Regions from separate parts of the Mus musculus genome. Here region 2 is linked to region 1. Evidence: chromatin contacts called from public HiChIP or PLAC-seq data. All regions are on one chromosome and are shown on one strand. The core of a region is the stretch at or near the end of the contact, and the rest is flanking DNA. Distances in the headings are between cores, read along the strand shown.

What was found. HiChIP or PLAC-seq counts read pairs in DNA pulled down with a chosen protein or histone mark.
Region 2: an H3K4me3 HiChIP or PLAC-seq map of the SCID.adh cell line shows a contact between it and region 1, with 9 read pairs. The contact joins the enhancer-like site here to the promoter of Fancl in region 1. A contact is called at or near these places in 1 of 39 promoter capture datasets (macrophages), 1 of 15 datasets of contacts at CTCF or cohesin (CD8 T cells), 2 of 115 datasets of contacts at active chromatin or transcription factors (the SCID.adh cell line and embryonic stem cells) and 2 of 9 other capture datasets (adipose tissue and liver).

The regions. Positions count from the first base shown.
Region 1 is chr11:26,383,991-26,388,424 of GRCm38.p6, reverse strand. It overlaps Fancl (Fanconi anemia, complementation group L), which reads right to left and starts at 1,341. Exons shown (of 14, transcript NM_025923.3): 1 at 1,115-1,341. The coding sequence starts at 1,210. It also overlaps the pseudogene Gm18324.
Region 2 is chr11:26,435,344-26,439,790 of GRCm38.p6, reverse strand. The region is part of intron 7 of Fancl (Fanconi anemia, complementation group L); the gene reads right to left. Among named protein-coding and RNA genes, the nearest start is that of Fancl, 50 kb to the right of the region's middle. Within about 2 kb of position 1,795, at least 65 of the 459 cell types and tissues checked have an H3K27ac peak or open chromatin away from gene starts, as enhancers often do. A contact at or near this core is called in CD8 T cells and the SCID.adh cell line, where this site is marked.

The DNA.
Region 1 (4,434 bases), core at 92-2,591:
GGAATAAAAAATTAGAAATTACCTACATCGAAGGCTAACGTATTTCCGGTCTAATCTTATGGCTATAATTGTTTTCTAAAGTGCTATTGGAGATACAGACAAGTGATGTGAAACACTTGTTTCTGCCTGTCCTGTGCAACACTTGCCTGGCATGTGAATGGCTGCAGGTTCAATTCCCAGAACAGATGTGCACATGCATGCGCACAAATTCATTCTCTCTCTCTCTCTCTCTCTCTCTCTCTCTCTCTCTCTCTCTCACGTTTCTGAATGTTTCTGTAAATGTGAAAAACATTTTAACTGGATATTTCAACAGTTAAGCAAAAGGTGGCTAACTCATTTCCATCTATAATAAATTTTAGCCATTCTTTAAAGGTTCACATGGTTTGAAAATCCCTAAGGAAGTCCATGCTTCCTGTGTGTATATTTATCACAGAGAATTTTCTTAACTCCCAGGAATGTTTAGGGACAAGTGTTACTATTTAGAAAATCTGGTATCTGCTCAGCATTCTAGAGGTTGTTGCTTCAACACACGTGGAAATTAATGACTCCTGTCATTAAAGGGCAAGTTACACGTAGCTGAGTTTAATATTCAGAGGAAAAGTCCATAGTCAAAATCTTAAATTAAGGTAATTTGTTGTACCATGGGGGGGGGGGGGGGGGGGCCCGCTGGGGTGAGATTTTCTAAACAGTAAGAGTTTCAGAGGTAACTGACACCATCATAGTCAAGGTAGTCTCTCTAGATTTCCCAGGATCTGATTTCAACTATAAAATAATGGGGTTTGGATTTTTCTGTTTGTGTAGGTTCGGCTTAATAGTGGACCCTGAGTGCTCTATAAATCAAAATCGTAAGTGTAGTAACACACCGCCGTGATGAACTCTGGTTAAGACCTACAGAACTGCACCTCCCTCTTCCACCACCAGCCAGGCACCGGCGAGCCGCCCCGCCCACCCTGTGTCGCGCGGCGTCGCCACCTAGCGACCGCGCATGCGCAGAGTATCGGCGCTACTTCTCCAGGCTCTGCTACACTCTCCCAGCCAGGCAGCCGGAGACGCCGCGGTCAGGCTTTGCCACGAGTGACAGGCTCTCGCGCGACAGAACGACCCCTCAGGGTACCTGAGCCGAAATGAATCCCTCATACACAGTTTTCTCCCGGTTCTGAGGAAGTAGCAGCGGGAAATGGCGCAACAGGCTTGCTTCTGCTTCGTCCATGGCGCACAGGAATGGCCGCCGCACATGCGCAGTCTGCAAAGGGACGGGGCGGAAACCCGCTTCGGCGGGAAAAACTAACTGGTGGGTACGCTGCCCTGACCTGGACAATGAACTGGGCCAACTGGTCTGCTTAGTAGCAGGAGAAAGCAGGAGAAAGGAAGATCACTCACAAGTCCACAGGCCTGACGGTTCAGGATTATTCTGACCTTGACTGTCAAAAAATAAAACTAGCAAAATCCTCTTGTTGATTTCATTGAAGACTGATGCAACTCCAAAGCTGACTTTCCTACTTTGACAGGGCATTTACAGTGTGCCCATAGCATACTGTTTTTACCCTGAACCTGCCCCATCACCTCTCCTGTTCTTGCGTTTGCTCTGGACTAGATCTCCTGTATACTCCCAGTATACCCTTCAACCAAATGCATATGTAAATAAATTGTACATTCAATACATCATGTATATTGTATGCTGATTCAGTGTTGTACTGTTTTTAATTAGATATATTTAAAGGAAGCCCATAGAAATTGTGAGAGATTCAATTTATTCTTGAGGTGGTAGACTGACAAAATTTCCTATACATTCTGGTAACTTAGAAATGGTTACTCATTCACTCATTTCTAAATATAGATTTAAGAAAACGTGGGGGGAGGGGGTGTTGATTGTGTAAGAAACTTGTTAATAGTTACCATATGATAATTTGGCATTAGAATAAGTCACTTTTGATTCTACTATTTTTAAGATCACTGTAATATGTTAGTAAGTAAGATTGTGCAAAGATGAATAAGATATTCTTCCTATTCTTATTGCCCTCATTGAAGATTGGATTTTAAAAGATTAATAGATTGGCAGAATTTGTCACAATATTCTGAATGCTTGAAGAACACAAGAATGTTGTACTTGTTACACTAAGACTGTGGTTCGCAACCTTCTTAGTGACCCCCCCCAACCATAAAATTATGTTGTTGCTTCTTTGTAACCGTAATTTTGCTACTGTTATGAATCACAATTTAAGTGTTTTTGGAGAACCAGTATGATAAGACTTTCTCAAAATGTGACTCAGATTGCAGTGTTGTCAGCACTAAAAAAAAAAAAAAAAAAAAAAGGTACACAACTTTATACAAGTGTTACAGCTCTGAGGAGAAAGGTTTCCCCAATGCAAGTGTTGCAACTCTGAGGAGAAAGGTATCCTGGCAGTCTGGAGCCAAAGAATATTACACAATCCCACAATACAACAGACCTCACACAAGAAGATTATTAGAAAAAATACAGGAGGATGGCTGCATCTGCTTGGGGAAAAAGCAGCAAAGAACTAAGCTAGAAACAGGCTTTACACAGGGATTCTTTGGGAGTTTTTCAGGGTGGGGATTGGTGGGACTCCAAGTTTGAGTTTTAGGCTATCTCAGGGATTGGTGGGTTTTCAAGCAAAGGGATTGGTAAGTGAGCTAGGACACTTTTTTTTACCATACAATTAAGGAAACAAAAGTTTACCACTGAGGGATTCGGGGCATACAACCTTGGCATTTGAATAAACAACAAAACCTAGATCAATCCAATCACCTCTGGCCCCCCACAGCAGCTCCTGAAATACTCACTTCAGATTGCCTTCTTTATGCCTGGAATAAACAACTCTCCCTGACTCTGAAGAGGCAAGGACAGGGAAAAGAAGCTACATATGAATTGCTAAAATTGCCCCAGTTTGTAACTATTAGATCATACCTCCTTAGTATAGTCATACTGTCTTATTAAAAAAAAAAAAAAAAAAAAAAAAAGGTTTCTATGTTGCATTGAATCTCAGTTTGTTAGTTTTATATGCCATAGAAATTGTACTAAACAAATTTTATGCTTTTGTTAATTTGTCTGAAAATTTATGTACTCTTTTATTTTTCTGGATTTTCATCATGTATCATTTTAACCCAGCATTAATTCCTCATGTCCTCCTAAAGTGTCTGAAATAGAATTTTTTTCTCAGCTCATGCTAAATAGAAATGAAATGCAAAAGAAAACAACTTTACCCATGGGAAACTTGTACAACGTTTTAAAGGCTTTTTTACTGTTTAACTTATTGAAAAAAAGATGCTACTGTGGTACTTGATCTAGCAGCTACTGTTCTTTGGGTTAGATAGAGTCTTGTGTTTGGTTTGTTTGTTTGTTTGTTTGTTTGTTTGTTTGTTTGTTTTGCTGTGTACTGGGAACATCAAAGTTTTCTTTATATTCTCTCAAGAGATGTGCTATAGTTTTATTTATTTTTAGCACAATGTACATTGACTTAGCATCTGTCTCCTTACCATGGAATAATGGGACACTTGAGTGCTCGTCAACATAAGTGATTATTTTTATAGTGAATATACCTAAGAGACATTGAACTTAAACAGGATATTAGGAGACCTGTAAGCTCCAGCTTACAGATGATTCTTTCTTACATTCACAAAAGTAATTCTTCACCATTGAAATTTCTTCTCTCAGGGAGCTCAATAAAGGTCATCAAATCCAAGACATATGTGGGTAAAAGAGTCCCATAGACCTAGCACTTGTAAATAGCTAATCAGAACTGGCAAGATACCCAGTGAGATAGACGAAAACTGTGGAGCAACTTCTGAAAGTAGCTGAAATGTCTATAAATGCTCAAATGGCTCAGCAGACATTCATATACAGCATCCCAGTACAGTACTGGAAATGATATTGCCTTCCATGTAAATGATGAAGGGGTTCGTGCAAATCAATCAAGGGAAACTCAAGATGAGTTCTTAGCAGCACTTTTCTACCATGATTCAGTCTACCTCTTAAAAACTGGTATCAGGCACTTGTCTGCCAAAGTAACTCTGTGGATAGAATGAGTCTCTTTGTCCACTGCCTCATCACTGCTGCTACCTCCAACTCAGCTTAGCAGCCACTTGAACTGCCAGCCTTGGTTGGCCACCAGCTCCCCTCCTCCCACAGGGCCATCATGATAGCAACTACTTGCTAAAGCTGCAATGATCTTCCAGTTTCTCACATAGGTAACTGCAGTGTCTGCCAGTGTTCTGCCTCTAATTTGTGTGTTATATGAATTCCAGACCAAAGGCTAAAAGTAAAGATATTTCTATATTCCTCACACACCCCTAACTCCAACCTAAAGATTCCCAAATTCTGGTAGTAGGGTCCCTGTGGTGTGTTTAACAACTCTACAAATGAATGTAATATATGCTGAAGTACCATCTGCTCGGTCATGCAACTCAGTTATTAAG
Region 2 (4,447 bases), core at 546-3,045, 51 kb before region 1:
AAAGGAAATAGATAGATATCGGGTGACTGTTGTGAACACATGGTCTTCACTTCATGGACACATGCCAACCCAGTTATGAAGAAAACTCCCATGATCCTAAGAATCATTCGAATAAATGCACATTTTATTACTGATATTTTAGAAATGGCAAGGCATAGTTCCACACTGTACATAAAGATGTACAAGGTGACTATAATTTTCTAATTTTGCTTCTTTGCATTTACCTTTTTTCCATTTAAGACTTGGCCTTTTTAAAATGTTATTGAAGCAGAAACAAAGAAAGGTGGCTACCAGGCAACCAAGTCCCGCCAGAGCTCACGACCCTTCACTAGAACCGAGTCCCGCCAGAGCTCATGAGCCCTTCACTGGGCTTTTTCTATCATGTTTAAGAGTTTAAAAAATGACTTTTCTCTTTTATTTGTAATACTACCAATGACAAAAAATAATACTTCCACAAAAGCAAAAGTATATATAATTTACTAATTTACGAGTAAAGGAAAATGTAGTTTTGTGAGTTTTCTGATCAAATCCACAAAGGGATAATAAATGAAGCCTAATGGCCTTGACCACAGGTGGTTTCTCAGAACAGAGCGGAGCTCTGTGAAACTCAAGGAAGTTGGGTTTCCTTTCTTTCTTTCCTTCTTTTTTTAAAAGATTTTATTATTGTTTTAAATAATAAATAAATAAATAAATAAATAAATAAATTTTTAATTTATTTTATGTATAAGTATACTGTCACTGTCTTCAGACACACCAGATGAGGATATCTAATTCCATTACAGATGGTTGTGATCTATCATGTGGTTGCTGGAAACTGAACTCAGGACCTCCTGAAGAGTAGTCAGTGCTCTTAACCACTGAGCCATCTCTCCGGCCCTGGAAGTTGTGATTCTTAACAAAGTCTATTTTCCTGAACATTGGTGAAGAGGGAAAATTTGAGCATGTGTGAACTGAGGTAGTAAGCAGGCAAGAGTCCTATATAAGACTATACAATTTAAGGGCCAAGTATAGCAGCTCGCCACTGACTGACAAACCATATTCAGGAAACAGAGGCTTTATGTTTCAGAACTGAATTCCATGACAGCATGAGTTATACAGTGTGACCTGCCTCAAAATAAATAAATAAATAATAAATTTTTTAAAATTTAAAAAGGAAAATAAAAAATAAAACAAACAAACAAAAAAACCATGGTGAAGTGTAAAATGAAGTGGGCATGCCCAACTGTGGGTCTGCAGCTTTGAGGAAAGATCTCATTCCCTGCTAGGCAATAGGACTCTTTAATTACACTCTTCAGTCATCAAAGATCGCCTGTCAGACAGAGGCTGTATCACGAGTCTCGCTCTTCTTCACCCATGGCACTGTCCCAGGAGGATCAGAGTTCCCCATGGTAGGAAATATATAAGACACTGCTTCTCAAATCTGATCAAATCTAAATATTCTAACTGCCTCTGGCAAGGCTACTCCCTGAAACCTGTAGTTCATGACACAGTCTCAGGTAGAAAACAGTCTGTGACCTGGGCAAAAAAAAAAAAAAACAAGTCCTTTTGTCTAAATGTCTGACATTAGCCCATGTCAATCTATCAGCTGACAAGATCGACATGTATGGTCTGCGTGTGTGATATGAGCAGGAGGGCTCACACTGTATCCTAAAATCTACACGCAGGATTTACTGAGTACGGAAGACATGCATGTGGGTAGGCCCAGCCACCGGCTCTGAGAAGCACTTTTGTGTCTCTCTGGCACACACCACTGCAGCACACGCAGCCGCCTTGCCCTTGCTGCCGATTTCTTACCACAGGAAATGTCTCCTCTGCGCCAGAGTACACTGGCTGCTGCTGCTCATGCTGTGAGACACCTGCACTGGTACGAGGCTTGTCATGCCGCACAAAACCCTGCCATCTTCGGCCTGACACTGTGCACGTTATAATTAGTCATCCAAATGAGCATGTCAGAGCAGCAGCAGCAGACCTCTCATCAGAGCAAAAGAAAAATACATCAAAACATTATCAACTCAGCAGGAAGACGGGGACCATAAGGAAAATCACCCATTTCTAATATGGATGCCACAAAGACGTGTCTGTTATGTTACAAAAAGAAAGGAAAATAAAGATCTTCCAAGTTTAAAGTTCAGGAGCACTGAATCCACAGAAGCAGACTTTGTAAATCAGTTCTGTGGAATCTATGAACTGTTTTAAATGCAACTTTCCTACTAGACTACAACAGGAACATTCATATGGCTTAAAATCACAACTGTTTCAAAATAAGAGAGAGAGAGAGAGAGAGAGAGAGAGAGGGAGGGAGGGAGGGAGGGAGGGAGGGAGGGAGGGAGGGAGGGAGGAAGGAAGGAAGGAAGGAAGGAAGGAAGGAAGGAAGGAAGGAAGGAAGGAAGACAGACTAGTCATGTAGGAGCAGACCCGCTGCCCCTAGTCCTGTAGGAGTAGAACTGCCCCTAACATAATGTCACCTCACCTTACATCTCACTGTCCAGATACAACTTAGCATTGCCAATGCTCTAATGTTGAAAAGAGTTCATATTTCTACCACCAAAATCTTTATGATACAGGTAGATATTTAAAAGGAAATAAGGATTTTGAAACTTTCTAAATTTTAATTCCATGTATTGCATTAAAAAAAAAGACATTACCTCATACTGATACAAATATGGCCAAACTGCATGCACATATATAATGTAGACAATAATAAGTTTAGATTGTTTTATAATACTTGAATATGAACAAAAGACAAAGATTTTCTTTGACAAGCCAAAAAAGAAAAACCATTAAAACAGATATACATGACTACTCTGAAAGTTTGAGATAATATATAACAGTAATAAGAGGTGATAAAAATATGTTCATATTCCATGTAACCTGAAAGTATTATATCCAAATGATATGATGGGTACATATCATGTTAAAAATACTTCAAATAGCGCAAAGATCATGAACACAGCAAAACTTATCAATTGTTGGCAGACTATGATCAAAGTAAACTATGGTAATGTATGAATCACTATGTGTGCCTGGACGCAAGTGCAGACTTACACAAGCAATTTAGGAAGGTGAGTTAGCAGTACTGAGTAACCTCTGAGGCATATTCCATACAACAGTTATAGAAATACTTACACAGAAATCCTCTACATATGCACTGGGAACTAAACAAGAAACGGGGTAACTCAGTAGGGCAGTGAAGGGATTAACTGACGGATGAACATAAAAATCTATAGCATTTTAAGAGCAAATTGATGCACATAGACAAGTATGGACAAATCAACTACAATACTGACTTAAAAGACCTTACACTGGAAATATGCCATAGGAATATGCATGGATAGCATACGTAGAACTTAAGGGAAAGAAACTCCTGTTTAGGAATCTAAAGACACACAGAAGAAAAGAAACCCAGAAAAGGGAAGATGAGCACTGTAGCTCCGTGAAGTCGCTATTTCTATTCTAACAGAATAGGGAGGACTAAGTACAGTTATCAAGCAAATGTGACAAATAGTATTTGCCAAGTCAAAAGGAGTCTTAAGTAGCAACAACTTTGATACATTCCAGTTACTACTAGTTAATCCTGTTTGCTTGGACATATTACAAAAAGCAATTTCTGAGAGTCGTGTCTAAAGTTCTAATGGACAGTATTACATTAACCCCATGCTCACAAGGCTGAGGCTCCAAGCTCATGTAAACAGCACACCACATCTAGTTGTCACAAAATAATTGTGATGTCACAATACACTTGGTGACCTTTCAGGAAACTTACACAGTACTCACATTAAAAAGAAAACTACCAAACTCATGACTAAGATAAATATGAAAATGGAAACAGTATACACAATCCAGACTTGATATTTTCTCATGATCTCAAGAAAGTTTCTTAAGCAAAAGATGATGCTTCCTGAGTCAAAAGACATTTTTAAAGAAAAAAGGAAAAACAAACCTACAACTTTTTCTACAACATGAATTGTTGGTTTGGTCTTTGGAGACAAGGTTCCTCTGTGTAGTCCTGGCTGTTCCGGAACTTGCTCTGCAGACTAGGAAGGCCTTGAACTCACAGAGATCCACCTGCCTCTGCTTCCCTAACGCTGTGACTAAAGGCGTATGCCACCATCGCTCAGCCACCAGTATTTCTATTAACTGATAAGCTACAGCTAGCACCAAAGGAAAATTACAGACACTTTTCTTTATTTGCTAAGTCTTATCAATTTCCAATGGAGGAAAATTTTTTAAAGAGGAAAATCAGAAAAATAAACATGACTTAAAATGTCAGGTTAATTATCTGAACTCTCACAAGCCTAAATCCTCTTAAACATTTTACAACTAATTTATGAGCAGGGGAGATGGCTCATTGGGCAAAGTGCTTGCCACTCAAAGCTGATTACCTGCACTCAATCCCACATAAAGATGGAAGGAAGAACTTCAAAGGACTCCACATGTGCTCTACAAC